Regions from separate parts of the Callithrix jacchus genome. Here region 1 is linked to region 2. A link is a contact called in public Hi-C data. All regions are on one chromosome and are shown on one strand. Each heading gives the region's core, a stretch centred on a gene start, on an enhancer-like site or on the middle of the called end of the contact. The rest is flanking DNA. Distances are from core to core; before and after follow the strand shown. Region 1 holds the start of IRS1 (insulin receptor substrate 1). Region 2 has its middle 670 kb from the start of NYAP2.

Region 1 (3,557 bases), core at 829-3,328, 690 kb before region 2:
CAATCAGCAGGCCACCCCGGGAAACTCGCCCCGCCCCTCAGCCCGCATTGGGCCGAGGCGCGCTCCCCTGCGGCCCGGCGGGTCCCGGCCACTGAGCATGCCCAGCGCTTGGACTGCTGCTTGCCCCACCAGCATCCTGCAGTGCCTGGGAGCCGGAGGCTGAGCAGGGTCCCGGCTTGGAAAAGGGGCGGCAACCCCAAACGAGTCAGGCATCAACATGCGACAACATTAAACCGAGTGACATCTCTGTGGATCCTTAGTGCCGGGCGAGCAAGCAGGGACAAACTGTTTGTTTATAGGTCAGCTTAAAACAACAAAAAACTTGGGAGCGTTTGCTTGTGGGGAGACTGGTACCGCAAGGTAACCCTGAAAGAGGAGCTTCAAGTAGACCCAGGCTGCGGACCTGGTACACTCATGAAGTACCCATTTTCCTGTACTGTTGAGCTGGCACCATCCTTGTTTTCTCCCGATTATCCTTGTGGTCAAGGTTAAACATTTATAGGGTGGTTCAATGGGTGTGGAAGCTGTGTGTGAAACAAACATTTCAGCCAATATTTGCATAGTCGGGTTTTGGCCTTATGAATCCTCTGTAAGTCCGTAACAGTTTTTTAAAGTCACGGAGAGACTTCGTAATATGATAAGGGACCTTTCATTTCCCCTCCCCCATGCCCTGAGGCTTAGGTGTGAATCCCCCTCAAATGGATAGGCCAGGGGAATAGGAGAAAAGGTGATATTTACAGTTTCTCCCTAACTGATCAGCAGCTTCCTGGGAAATCCCTGTTCTCCTTTGGCAGTGACCATAACTGCCCCCAGTCACTGCCCTTGGGCGTCCCTCTGTTCCTTCCAGGAACCTCACGGCAGCAAATCCAGGGATTCCAAGGTGGAAGGCTGGCCCAGAAGTCCTTTGGAAAACCTTACAAAAATACGGATCCCCGCACCATGGCCTATCACCCTGAAGCCGAAATCTAGCTTGTATATTTTCTGGGAGAAACAGCCTTGAATAGAAACCTCCCTCCCGCGGGTCGATCTTACCTGCTAGGTAAGAGGCAACCCAGCTCCCGCGCCCCCGCCTCCCCCGGGCCTCCCACTAGGGGCTCCACAGCCGCAGTACCCCCCCGTCGCCCCCACCCTCACTCCTGCGTCTTCCCGAGCTCGCCCCCTCCCGTTTTCCCAGACTCCCCTCGTGCTTTCGGGTAGCCACCCAAACACCCCCGCCCGCGCCCGCCGCGGGGATTCCTGAGGGCCTGGGGCGCCCTGGGTAGCGCACGGGGAGGGAGGCGCTGCGCGCGAGCTGGTGGCCGCACAGGGGCGCTGTCCTAGCGCTGCGCGGGGGCTCGGCGCGGGCGCCGCTGCGGCAAGGCCGGGGGGCGGAGAGGGGCGGGCGCGGGGCGGGATCGGCCCGGAATGTAGAGACCCGGGCGGGAGCCTCCCGGCTGCGGCGGCGGCGGCGGCCCGGCTGCCGAGCGCGGAGGCTCCGTCACGTGTTTTTCTCCTCTGAGTGAGACGGCGGCGCGGTCGGAGGGGGCCGGCGCGCAGAGCCAGACGCCGCGGCTTGTTTTGGTTGGGGCTCTCGGCAACTCTCCGAGGAGGAGGAGGAGGGAGGGAGGAGGGGAGAAGTAACTGCAGCGGCAGCGCCTCCCAGAGAACAGCCGTCTTCCCGAACCCTTCCAAACCTCCCCCTTCGCCTGCCGCCCTTGTCCCCTGCCCTTCTCCCCTGCCGACTGCAGCGAGGGGCAGGGATGAGCCTGTCCCTCCGGCCTGTCCTCAGCTGCCCTGGCTGCCCAGTAGCGTTTCGAATGGAAAAGCCACTTTCTCCGCCCGCCGAGATGGGCCCGAATGGGGGCTGCAGAGGACGCGCCCGCGGGCGGCGGCAGCAGCAGCAGCAACAGCCGCAGCGCCGCGGTCTCTGCGATTGAGCTGGTATTTGGACTGCTGGTGGCGGCTGGGACGGTTGGGGGGTGGGAGGAGGCGGAGGAGGAGGAGGAGAAGAAGGAGGAGGGAGAACCCAACGTTGGGACTTGGCAACCCGCCTCCCCCTACCCAAGGATATTTAATTTGCCTCGGGAATCTCTACTCCAGAGGGGAACTCAGGAGGGAAGGCGCGCGCTCGCGCACGCCTAGAGGGGCAACGCGGGGACCCCCAACCACTGCCTCCCTGCGCTGGACTCCAGTCGGGGCGGTGAGAGATGCATCTTCGCTCCTTCCCGGTAGCGGCAGTGGCTGAGAAGAGACTTGGCTCTCAAAGGATCAGGGCTGCCCTCATCCCGGACTCACTGCCTCTCTCCCGGGCGTGAAGCGCCGGTAAAACTCCGGTCGGGGTCTCTCTTTGGTGCAGCCGCTGCGTCCTCCTCCAGTTGCCCCTCCCCGGTGCGGTGCGGGAGACTGTGTGGATTTCGGAGTCTGGGGTTTCTGCTGCCTCCAGCCCTATTTGCATGTGTGGGGCTGTGGCGAGGAGCCTTTGCCCCCCACCCGGTTGTTTTTCGGCGCCTCCCTCTGCTCAGCGGCGGTGGTGGCAGCGGCAGCATGGCAAGCCCTCTGGAGAGCGAGGGCTTCTCGGACGTGCGCAAGGTGGGCTACCTGCGCAAACCCAAGAGCATGCACAAACGCTTCTTCGTACTGCGCGCGGCCAGCGAGGCTGGGGGCCCGGCGCGCCTCGAGTACTACGAGAACGAGAAGAAGTGGCGGCACAAGTCGAGCGCCCCCAAACGCTCAATCCCCCTTGAGAGCTGCTTCAACATCAACAAGCGTGCTGACTCCAAGAACAAGCACCTGGTGGCTCTCTACACCCGGGACGAGCACTTTGCCATCGCGGCGGACAGCGAGGCCGAACAAGACAGCTGGTACCAGGCTCTCCTGCAGCTGCACAACCGCGCCAAGGGCCACCACGATGGAGCTGCGGTCCTCGGGGCGGGAGGCGGCGGGAGCAGCTGCAGCGGCAGCTCGGGAGTTGGTGAGGCTGGGGAGGACCTCAGCTACGGGGACGGGCCCCCAGGACCCACATTCAAAGAAGTCTGGCAGGTGATCCTGAAGCCCAAGGGCCTGGGTCAGACAAAGAACCTGATTGGTATATACCGCCTCTGCCTGACAAGCAAGACCATCAGCTTCGTGAAGCTGAACTCGGAGGTAGCGGCTGTGGTGCTGCAGCTGATGAACATCAGGCGCTGCGGCCACTCGGAGAACTTCTTCTTCATCGAGGTGGGTCGTTCTGCCGTGACGGGGCCTGGGGAGTTCTGGATGCAGGTGGATGACTCCGTGGTGGCCCAGAACATGCACGAGACCATCCTGGAGGCCATGCGGGCCATGAGCGATGAGTTCCGCCCTCGCAGCAAGAGCCAGTCCTCGTCCAACTGCTCCAACCCCATCAGCGTCCCCCTGCGCCGGCACCATCTCAACAACCTCCCGCCCAGCCAGGTGGGGCTGACACGCCGATCACGCACCGAGAGCATCACGGCCACCTCCCCAGCCAGCATGGTGGGCGGGAAACCAGGCTCCTTCCGGGTCCGCGCCTCCAGCGACGGTGAAGGCACCATGTCTCGCCCGGCCTCGGTGGACGGTAG
Region 2 (3,413 bases), core at 775-3,274:
TAATACAGGAATATTTTGTAATTTAAGGATTTGCCAGGCCGGGCGCGGTGGCTCACGCCTATAATCCCAGCACTTTGGGAGGCCGAGGCAGGTGGATCACGAGGTCAAGAGATAGAGACCATCCTGGTCAACAAGGTGAAACCCTGTCTCTACTAAAAATACAAAAATTAGCTGGGCATGGTGGTGCATGCCTGTAGTCCCAGCTACTCTGGAGGCTGAGGCAGGAGAATTGCCTGAACCCAGAAGGCGGAGGTTGCGGTGAGCCGAGATCGTGCCATTGCACTCCAGTCTGGGTAACAAGAGCGAAACTCCGTCTCAAAAAAAAAAAAAAAAAAGGATTTGCCATGGCTACCCTGAAAACATATTAAGTCTGCTGTGCTTCTTTCCATGTAGTATGATAGTGTTGGCACTCACTGTGATCTTATTACATTTACATTTAATCTACTCTTATTCATATTATTACTTTATATTATCCTGAACATGAACTTTTTAAATGTCCATCTGTATTTACTAGTGACCCTCCTGGTAAGATAATAGGAAAATACACAGCTGAAATTGCTGGTGCTGCTGAATGAGGGTGATAAAGAATACCATGATTTTCTGTCTTCATATAGGGCTAGATTTGCTAGAATAAATCTACTTCCTTTTCGAGAAATTGGGCAGCCAATCTCTGACTCCCTGGCCCATTGCTTTCTTGGGTTCTGATAGAGATTATTCCATAGTTTATTAAGCTTACTTCCCCAAAAAGCTGAATGTGATGTAATAGTGCCATCTGTCACCTTATGTAGAAGGCAGAGAGGAAACGTAATGCCTTATGAAGCCTTGGGTTGATTATAACAGGTCCTGAAGTGCAGCTGTGGTTTCAGGTATTAAGGCCAATGGGCTGCTCTGTGCAGTGCAAAACGATGACAGAGCCTGGAGTGTTCTGGGCCACAGCCAGGGAGGAAAGGCCAGCAGAATAGCAAAAATAACCCTGCTGAGTGACCCTGAAATACCTGGTGCAAAGCCACATTCCTCTCAAGGTGAGCCTGGTTTTTCCTTGCCCTGGTTCTCACGTGGGTAGAGAGGGTGTCCTCTGTGGTATCAAGACTATTCTTAGGCCTGATTCAAAGGGAACATATGAGGTCACAGAAAGTAGGTTTGGATACAGAACCAAATCTGTCACTGACTCTGATACTGTCATTTAACTCTCTCAGTTAAGCCATGCCTTGGCTTACCCGTTTTATAGTATAGAGTACAAGAATATGATGAAAATCTATGCTAGAACATTACACACAAATGCATCTCTGTATATGGACTGCATGTATATATGGCTTGCTTAAGACTGGGAACAAGGAGAATATTCAAATTTAGAAATCCTAGTCTCCTTGGGATAGCACTAATCCTTCAAATTTCTCTCCATAGATTATTTTATCTTTCTGCTATTTCCTCCTTCCCTGGCCATGCTTTATTTTGGTGTGAGCTGAGTGCTGCATTCATTACCTTATTTTATTTATCAAAATGTTTTCAGTAAACACATGTAGGATTTCTGTATTAAAGTATTAAGAAATAAGTTCTGTCTCTAATAATCATCGTGAATCAACAAAAGGTTAGATTCTTGCCATATTTTATTATGATAAGTAATTCAATAATACAGTTTACATTTCATAGAAGTGATTAAAATTAAATAAAATATTGGGGATTGAAGTGATTATGTTCCATTATCGAAATCATCCAGTTTTGTAGCACTCTTTGATTCTGTTCCATGTTAAAGAAATTGCAAAATATTGTACTTGAATTAAAATGTCTACTGTACATATTGAAATTATGGGCTTTATTAAATAAAAATAAAGCTAGAAGAAAATGGAGATAGATACATATTTAAGAAGAAAACTGAAGAAAAGATTGAGAGAGTGGCTAAAAGGATGCAACTTCTTAGCTCACAGGACTAGCCAAGAAGACTAGTTTGAGTTTGTCTATTTCAGAGACATCAGAGAGGAGACCATTCCCTTTAGTATTTTGGTAAGAATACCTTGGACAGCGAACATCAATGTAGGGAACATCAATGTAGTGCACTTCATTATCAGCAAGAAGAGCCAATTGGAGGGTTTTCAGAGGCCACCTGGGGAAGTCAGCGTGGTTTATGATGACTTTCAAAGAAACTGAGAAGTTCCTACTTACTTGGTATTTATTGGGGGCCCAACACTTAAGCTCTAATTTCTGCCATTTTAGGTAACATTTTCAAAACAAATAACAAAAAAGGAACAATCTTTACATACTTTACCTTTTGATGTGATTCTAGAATGTATTTGATTCCTAACATATTGTCTTCCATAGTTTTACATTTTGAGAATATTTGTTACAATTCTTATTAGATATACCATATGATAAAACAAGTAATGTGAAAATTCAAATTAACAATATAAATTAAAATTACTAAGTAAAAATTCAGCAGATGCTATTTGCCTCCACCAAGGCCACCTTATTCTTTTCCCTAATTTTAATTTGGTTTGGACATCTACTCTTACTTCAAATGATTCACAGCCTAGTTTTAGAAGTAGATTGTTATTGGTCAAGGATAATGTTATTCCAACATAACTCCAATGAGTCATAATTATTAAATCCTAAAATCAAATTAGTGGGTCATATTATTGTGTCTCAAATTTCGTAGAATAGAAAATATCAGATTATATATAGGTTAGAAACAGGGTAAGAAAAATCTTATAAAAACTTTAAAAAAAATACCAATTATGTGTGTGTGTGTGTATTGGTGTCAATGTAAAAACAACTCTATCATGGGTCACAATCAAAGAGTTTGGAAATCTTTGGTGTGAATCAGTCACCATGGCCTTGATACCCTTGTGATTGGATTATTTGTGGATGTGCAACAAAACTGTGAACACTGAGCTTTGATGAGAAGTTTGCTAAGTGTCATCCAGAAAAGGTTATTTATGGATCGTAGGAATCACTGAATAAGTGATAGTCCCATTTCTTCCTCTGTATGTTTTCATAAATGGATATGATAATCCAGAACCGCTGCAGAATATTGCAAACACAAAAAGCCTAGGGAAAGGTCAACTTCCTAATATGACAAAACTGAGAGATAGAATGAATCTGGCTTCTTAATGATATCATTGAGAGGCCAAGTGCACTCTGGTACATCCTTACCTCTGAACTTCTTGTTGTAAGATAATACATGTTTGGGACTGTCTAAGCCACTTGGCTTTGGGTTTCAGTTTTCTGTAGCTTAAAGCATCCTAAGTGATGTAACTACGATCTTATGTGTTGGTGCAGACATGAAAACCAGGGCTAGCTTATTTAATAAATTATGTATTAAGTGATTATTAAGTGTGGGGGTTTAAGTGTTAGGCATATAGCTGTGAAGAATATAAATAAGGCCTCTGCTCTCAACAGTTTGGATTCTAGTGACGTAG

Evidence for each region. Hi-C and Micro-C count contacts between places; a contact is called where the count stands out from the background.
Region 1: a Hi-C map of skeletal muscle shows a contact between it and region 2, with 4 times the contacts expected there. The contact joins the promoter of IRS1 here to the enhancer-like site in region 2. A contact is called at or near these places in 2 of 3 Hi-C or Micro-C datasets (both in skeletal muscle).

The regions. Positions count from the first base shown.
Region 1 is chr6:148,439,900-148,443,456 of calJac240_pri, reverse strand. It overlaps IRS1 (insulin receptor substrate 1), which reads left to right and starts at 2,078. Exons shown (of 3, transcript XR_004744891.3): 1 at 2,078-3,557.
Region 2 is chr6:147,751,927-147,755,339 of calJac240_pri, reverse strand. No RefSeq gene overlaps it. Among named protein-coding and RNA genes, the nearest start is that of NYAP2, 670 kb to the right of the region's middle. Within about 2 kb of position 2,024, at least 1 of the 16 cell types and tissues checked has an H3K27ac peak or open chromatin away from gene starts, as enhancers often do. A contact at or near this core is called in skeletal muscle, where this site is marked.